2 separate regions of the Macaca mulatta genome follow, and region 1 is linked to region 2. A link is a contact called in public Hi-C data. All regions are on one chromosome and are shown on one strand. Each heading gives the region's core, a stretch centred on a gene start, on an enhancer-like site or on the middle of the called end of the contact. The rest is flanking DNA. Distances are from core to core; before and after follow the strand shown.

The links. Hi-C and Micro-C count contacts between places; a contact is called where the count stands out from the background.
Region 1: a Hi-C map of liver shows a contact between it and region 2, with 4 times the contacts expected there. The contact joins the promoter of FASTKD3 here to the promoter of NSUN2 in region 2. A contact is called at or near these places in 2 of 14 Hi-C or Micro-C datasets (cortical neurons and liver).

Annotation. Positions count from the first base shown.
Region 1 is chr6:8,931,878-8,934,577 of T2T-MMU8v2.0, reverse strand. FASTKD3 (FAST kinase domains 3) reads left to right here and starts at 1,338. Exons shown (of 7, transcript XR_001445164.3): 1 at 1,338-1,377; 2 at 2,216-2,700. It overlaps MTRR (5-methyltetrahydrofolate-homocysteine methyltransferase reductase), which reads right to left and starts at 1,188. Exons shown (of 15, transcript XM_078004603.1): 1 at 1,147-1,188.
Region 2 is chr6:7,732,908-7,735,607 of T2T-MMU8v2.0, reverse strand. It overlaps NSUN2 (NOP2/Sun RNA methyltransferase 2), which reads left to right and starts at 1,251. Exons shown (of 19, transcript XR_001445160.3): 1 at 1,251-1,417; 2 at 1,544-1,701; 3 at 2,318-2,422. SRD5A1 (steroid 5 alpha-reductase 1) reads right to left here and starts at 1,123. Exons shown (of 5, transcript XM_001083405.5): 1 at 444-1,123. The coding sequence starts at 748.

The DNA of each region.
Region 1 (2,700 bases), core at 89-2,588, 1.2 Mb before region 2:
TTTTGGTGTCCCCTTTCTTAAAAAATATAAAAGCAAAAATTATATTAAAATGATAGGATTCTTGGTTCCTATTTGATTCTAATGCTAAAGAAACTAATCATAGTACTAAAGGTAACTGAAGCACATCAGTTACCTTTTTTGTATTTAATGGAAATCAAAAATACGTGAGTGTATGGGCATATTACATACAGGTGCATATAAAGAAAAAATACTTCCAATCCACTTAAAACATTTTACTAACACATGTTTTTCCTGAAGAGATAAGTAGCAGTAACACAAACGATACTCACAGATTTTTTTTTCCTTACTCATCTAATGGCTAAAACTGGTGGGCTGTCAATTTGTGGAGACAGATTTAAACTGAAACCCAAACCAAAATATTGGCTTTTCGTGAATGAACCGCCCAGAACGGCACCTGGCACAAAACAGGTACTCGACAAGTTATCTGAAAGAGTAAATGAACAATATGAAAACACTACACGTTTACAGCTCACAGAAAACGGCGGAAACGATGATGAAAATCTTACTACAGCTAAAATTTCTATCACTTCCCATGAAACACACACATCCTGAGGACTTCCCAGGATCAATCAACCCCTCAGCCCTGCTACTGCGCCACAACCCGGCACCACGTTCCCACTACTCTCAAAGGAGGCCGGAGCCCCAGCAGCCCCAGGGGCGGCGCGGAGGCGGTGGGCAGAGCTCACTGCCGCGTCCCGCCAGGTGGGCTCTCGGAAAATCCCCGGTTCCCCGGAGAGCGCCGCCCCAACCCGACACGTTCCCCCGTTCCCCGCGTCCCCGAGTGCGGTTTCCCTAGTCCTAGAAAGTGCCTGGAACCAAAGGCAGAACAGGCGGAGAGGCCCCACACCACCCAGGAGCCCCCGCGCGCAGAGATCGACGCCGATCTCCGGGACGCGCTTCCGGGGAAACCAAGGCCAAGGCCAAGCCCCAGCCCGAGGCCGAGCCCGCCCCCGCGGCGACCCCCGGAGCTCGAGGGGTGTGGGAACCATGGGCGCAAGCCGGCTGCCTCCCCCGCTCCCCGGCCCGGGCCGCCGTTCCCTCGGGATTAGTACGGGGCCAGCGGCCGGAATCCGGAAACCGTAGCCACCAGCGCTTTTACCTGCGCCGCGCCACCCGAAGACACACCTGCACAGCGCGACTTCCACCAACGCTGCGCCCGTGCGCACTGCCGTAGTGCCCATGCTCCGTACCTAGGACCAATAGGAAGTTCCGAAGGGGACCTGGACCAATCACATTGCGCGGCTGTGAGTCGTGCTCCCGCCCCGCCCCGCCCTGCCCCGCCCCGCGTTTACTACGGTGGCCCACGACGCCCAGGCGCTTCCGCGGCCACCCGGAGTGATTGGCGGGCGGAGGGCGGTAGGTGTCCACGCGGTCTCTCCGGCTGGGTGTCACAGACCTTATCGGCTTTCTCCTCAGGCTGCGCCACCCTGCCCGTGTCTCAGCGCAGGTCCCCGGGGCGCCGAGTTTTGGGGGTGCTCGGCCCGCGGGTCCCTTTCATTCCTAGGAAGACGCGCCCCGGGGCATCACGCCTGTCTGTCCTGCACACTCGTGTTCCCAAATCCTCCCGCGGCGTCTTTAGATCTGGACCGGCCGCCACACCTTCTCCCTTCATTGGTCTATGTTGTGCTTTTTCTTTTCCTACTTTGTTTCCATTGCCGACGTAGACCCTTTCCCTCAACCCTGTCTCCTGACACCGAGGGGAAACCAACAGCTTAGGGCCTTTCCAGCGCGTTTTTACTCTTGCCTTGCTCTAACCTCGCGTAATTTCATCCACTTTACCTATTCTTTGTTTGATTTCTATTCAAATGCAATTTCTTCCTTCAACCAACATTTAAGGGCCACCCTTAAGAGCTACATTGCCTGAGTTTGAACCTTAGCTCTGCCACTTAACCACCTGCATAAACTGGGCAAAGTAACTTTGCTCTTCAACTTCTACCTCATGTAAAATGATGGTAAAGGTACTTAATCTGTGTAAGTTAATAGAAAGTGTTTAGCAAGTAGTAACGATTGTTACTGTTGGATGTCAGCCACTTTTCTAATTCTAGGATGCAGAGACCTTGCTCCTCTGGTGTTTATATGTTATCCATCCTTTTTTTTTTTTTTTCCTGGTACTCGTTTGTAGTTTCAACATTGATGTTGGGTCAATCATGTTCTCAATGTATTTAACCTTGTCTTTTTAAATGTTTTAATTTAGTTATCAAATTGAGAATCTGATGGCATGGCATTAATCACCTTGAGGAAGAACCTTTATCGTTTATCTGATTTTCGGATGCATGGAGCTGCTTTGAAAAGTCAACCTCTAAATCGTGTTCACAAGGTAGTCAAGGAGCGCCTGTGCCCTTGGTTCTGTTCACGACAACCTGAGCCTTTCAGGATCAGGTTCCATCATGCCCATTGTAAAAAGTTTAATTCGAAAAATGGAAATGACCTTCATCCACTCAGTGGGCCAGTATTCTCTCAAATATCTGACTGGGTCAGGCTTGAACAAAATGTTAAAAATGGGGAGAGTCAGACGTTTTACAAGAGACTGAGCAACTTGACTTCATCAGAAGAAGTGCTAAGTTTTATAAGCACGATGGAAACCCTGCCTGACACTATGGCAGCAGGAGCTTTACAACGAATTTGTGAAGTGGAAAAAAAGGATGGTGATCAAGGGTTGCCAAAAGAAATACTGGAGAA
Region 2 (2,700 bases), core at 2-2,501:
GCTGGAGGGCAGTGGCGAGATCTCGGCTCACTGTAACCTCCGCCTCCCGGGGGTTCAAGCTCTTCTCCCATCTCAGCCTCCCGAGTAACTGGGATTACAGACAGGCGCCACCGCACCCGGCTAAGGAAACCAAACCTAGGACCACCGAGTGGCTCTTTCCAGATCAGTTTCATCATGATTTTTTCCATCACTCCCTTCTAGTCCTTCGCTTCCCGCCCTTTCTAGACGAATCCCTTCTGGTTTCCAAACTCCCGGGGCCGGGGGACTCGGGGAGGGGACCCCAGGGGCGGCAGGGGAAGGGGACCCGTGCAGATGGGGGACGCCCTGGGGGTTTGGCAGGGAGAGGGCATCTGGGTGGGGGAGGCTTCGGGGAGAGGGCACCGGGCAGTGAGGGGAAGGTCGGAGAGGACGCCGGGCCGAGGGTCGGGGGCCGGGGACGTTACCGATGCCCGTAGTGGACGAGGAACATGGCCAGGAGGATGCAGTTGGGCGCGCTGCGGAGGCGCGGGGCGGACTCGCTGGCATACTGGTAGAGCGGCAGAGCCAGCGAGGGCAGCTCCTGCACCACCCAGGCGGCCCGCGCCGGCACTCGGACCCTAAAGCTGGGCGACGCGTGGCGGCCGTACGCCAAGTTCGTCTCACGATTCCGCGCTAAGACCGCGCAGCCCACGGCGCACTGCAGGTAGGCGAGCGCGGCCAGCATGCGCTCCTCGGCCAGCAGGAGCTCCTCCGCCACCGCCGTCGCCATCGCCGGGGCTGGGTAGCGTGCTCCATGCCCCAGAGGCCGCGGCAGGCAACATATAAGGCGGCAGCGCGGGGGCGGGACGGGCGGCTACCCGAGTTCGGCACTGCCGGGACACTGCAGACAGGGTTCTCAATCCAGGCTTCTCCAGGGCAGCCGGGGCTGTGGGCGCGGCCCCGGGGGCGGGGCGAGCACCTGCGCGGGGAGGGACCTGGAAGCGCCCCGCCCACGCCGGGCCGCCGTAACCCGGCGCCGCTCTGCGGACGGGCGGCCTCAGGCTGTCCGCGGAGGTCCCTGAGACCGCGTGGGAAACCCGGGCGCTTCGCTTGGAGACGCCTTCATGGCTGCTTCCTGGAGGCTTTTTCCGCCTCAGAGCTGTCCGCGGTTTTCCCTCTCTCGCTGCTTTTAGGGAAGACGGGTTGTGCGCTTTAGGCTTATTCTTGGACGGTCCCCAAAGGTCCCCGAAAGGACCAGGCCCGGACACGTGGGGCCTTGGTTTCCGGTCGAAAGTCCCGGGAGCTGTAAAGTCTGGCCGTGGCCGGCCGGTTTGTGCGTGCTGCGTGTGCGGCCGCGTGGGCTATGGGGCGGCGGTCGCGGGGCCGGCGGCTCCAGCAACAGCAGCGGCCAGAGGATGCGGAGGATGGCGCCGAGGGCGGTGGAAAGCGCGGCGAAGCGGTAGGAGCCGGGACCCGGCGGGCGGGCCAGGGGCTCCTCGTGGGCCTCCCGGACCCCGAGGCCTCCGAAGCGGCGGCGAGGGGCAGCTCCTCGGGCCTCGGGGTAGACGTCGCTTTCCTTTCTCAGGGCTGGGAAGGAGGCTACCCCGAGATCGTCAAGGAGAACAAGCTGTTCGAGCACTACTACCAGGAGCTCAAGATCGTGCCCGAGGGCGAATGGGGCCAGTTCATGGACGCTCTCAGGGAGCCCCTCCCGGCCACTTTAAGAATTACTGGTTACAAAAGGTAGGGGGGCAGTGCCTGATTTTTTGGGAGTTGGGGCCAGGATGCTGGCGGTTAAGGGCGATGGTGTTTTCTCCGACAAGTGTTACGATGCCAGAGAACCGTGGCGTTTCAGCGGTTTGGATTCAGGAAGCATTGAGGTGGGAGCACAGGGTCCAATGAAATGGTCACGGAGGTATTGCAGGTGCAGGGTTAGAAGAGGAAATGAAAATGGGATCTGAGGAAGATTCGGTTCCTGGGGAATCTTCCAGGAGGGAAGCTGAGGGTCTTACCTTTTGGAACGTAAGAGAATATAGAGAATGCATAAAACTCCTTGGTCCTTCCCCCCTCCGTCCCACCCCCCATCTTTGTAGTTACATCTTTCTAAATGAGTCGCAAGTGAAACTAAAACTGTAGGTATACTTAGGAGAGAAGGAATGCAGTGTTGCTCTTAGGGATGAACAGTGTGGATTGCTTAAATTTTGAAGGGATACAGTGTAAAAGTAGTGACTGAAGAATGTTTACTTTGCATGCAAAAGTTGGTTTTAGTTTTAAAACACTTGTAGTCTTAAATTTAAAAAGATACAATGTATTAACTTAGCTTTCTAGATCAGTTTGAAACTTTCTTGTTTTTCAATAGCCATGCAAAAGAGATTCTCCATTGCTTAAAGAACAAATATTTTAAGGAATTGGAGGACCTGGAGGTGGACGGTCAGAAAGTTGAAGTTCCACAGCCACTGAGTTGGTAGGTACCACAATGCTTCATGCCGATTATTTGCTTGGGATATTAATCTCTATCACTTGAATTATATTTCTTGGTACTGCATTTGCTGTTAACATGAAAGAGCCTGGGTATACTTGGCAAACATCCTAATGTTTTAGTACCTGGTGCTTCTATCAACATTACATTGGTATCCAAGTTTTCAGGCTATTTGCAGCTTTATGAGTCACTGAGTTCAGCCAACTCTTCCTAGTACATCCAACCTCTTCCTTTATGTCACCACTTCTGCCAGCTCCATGCTA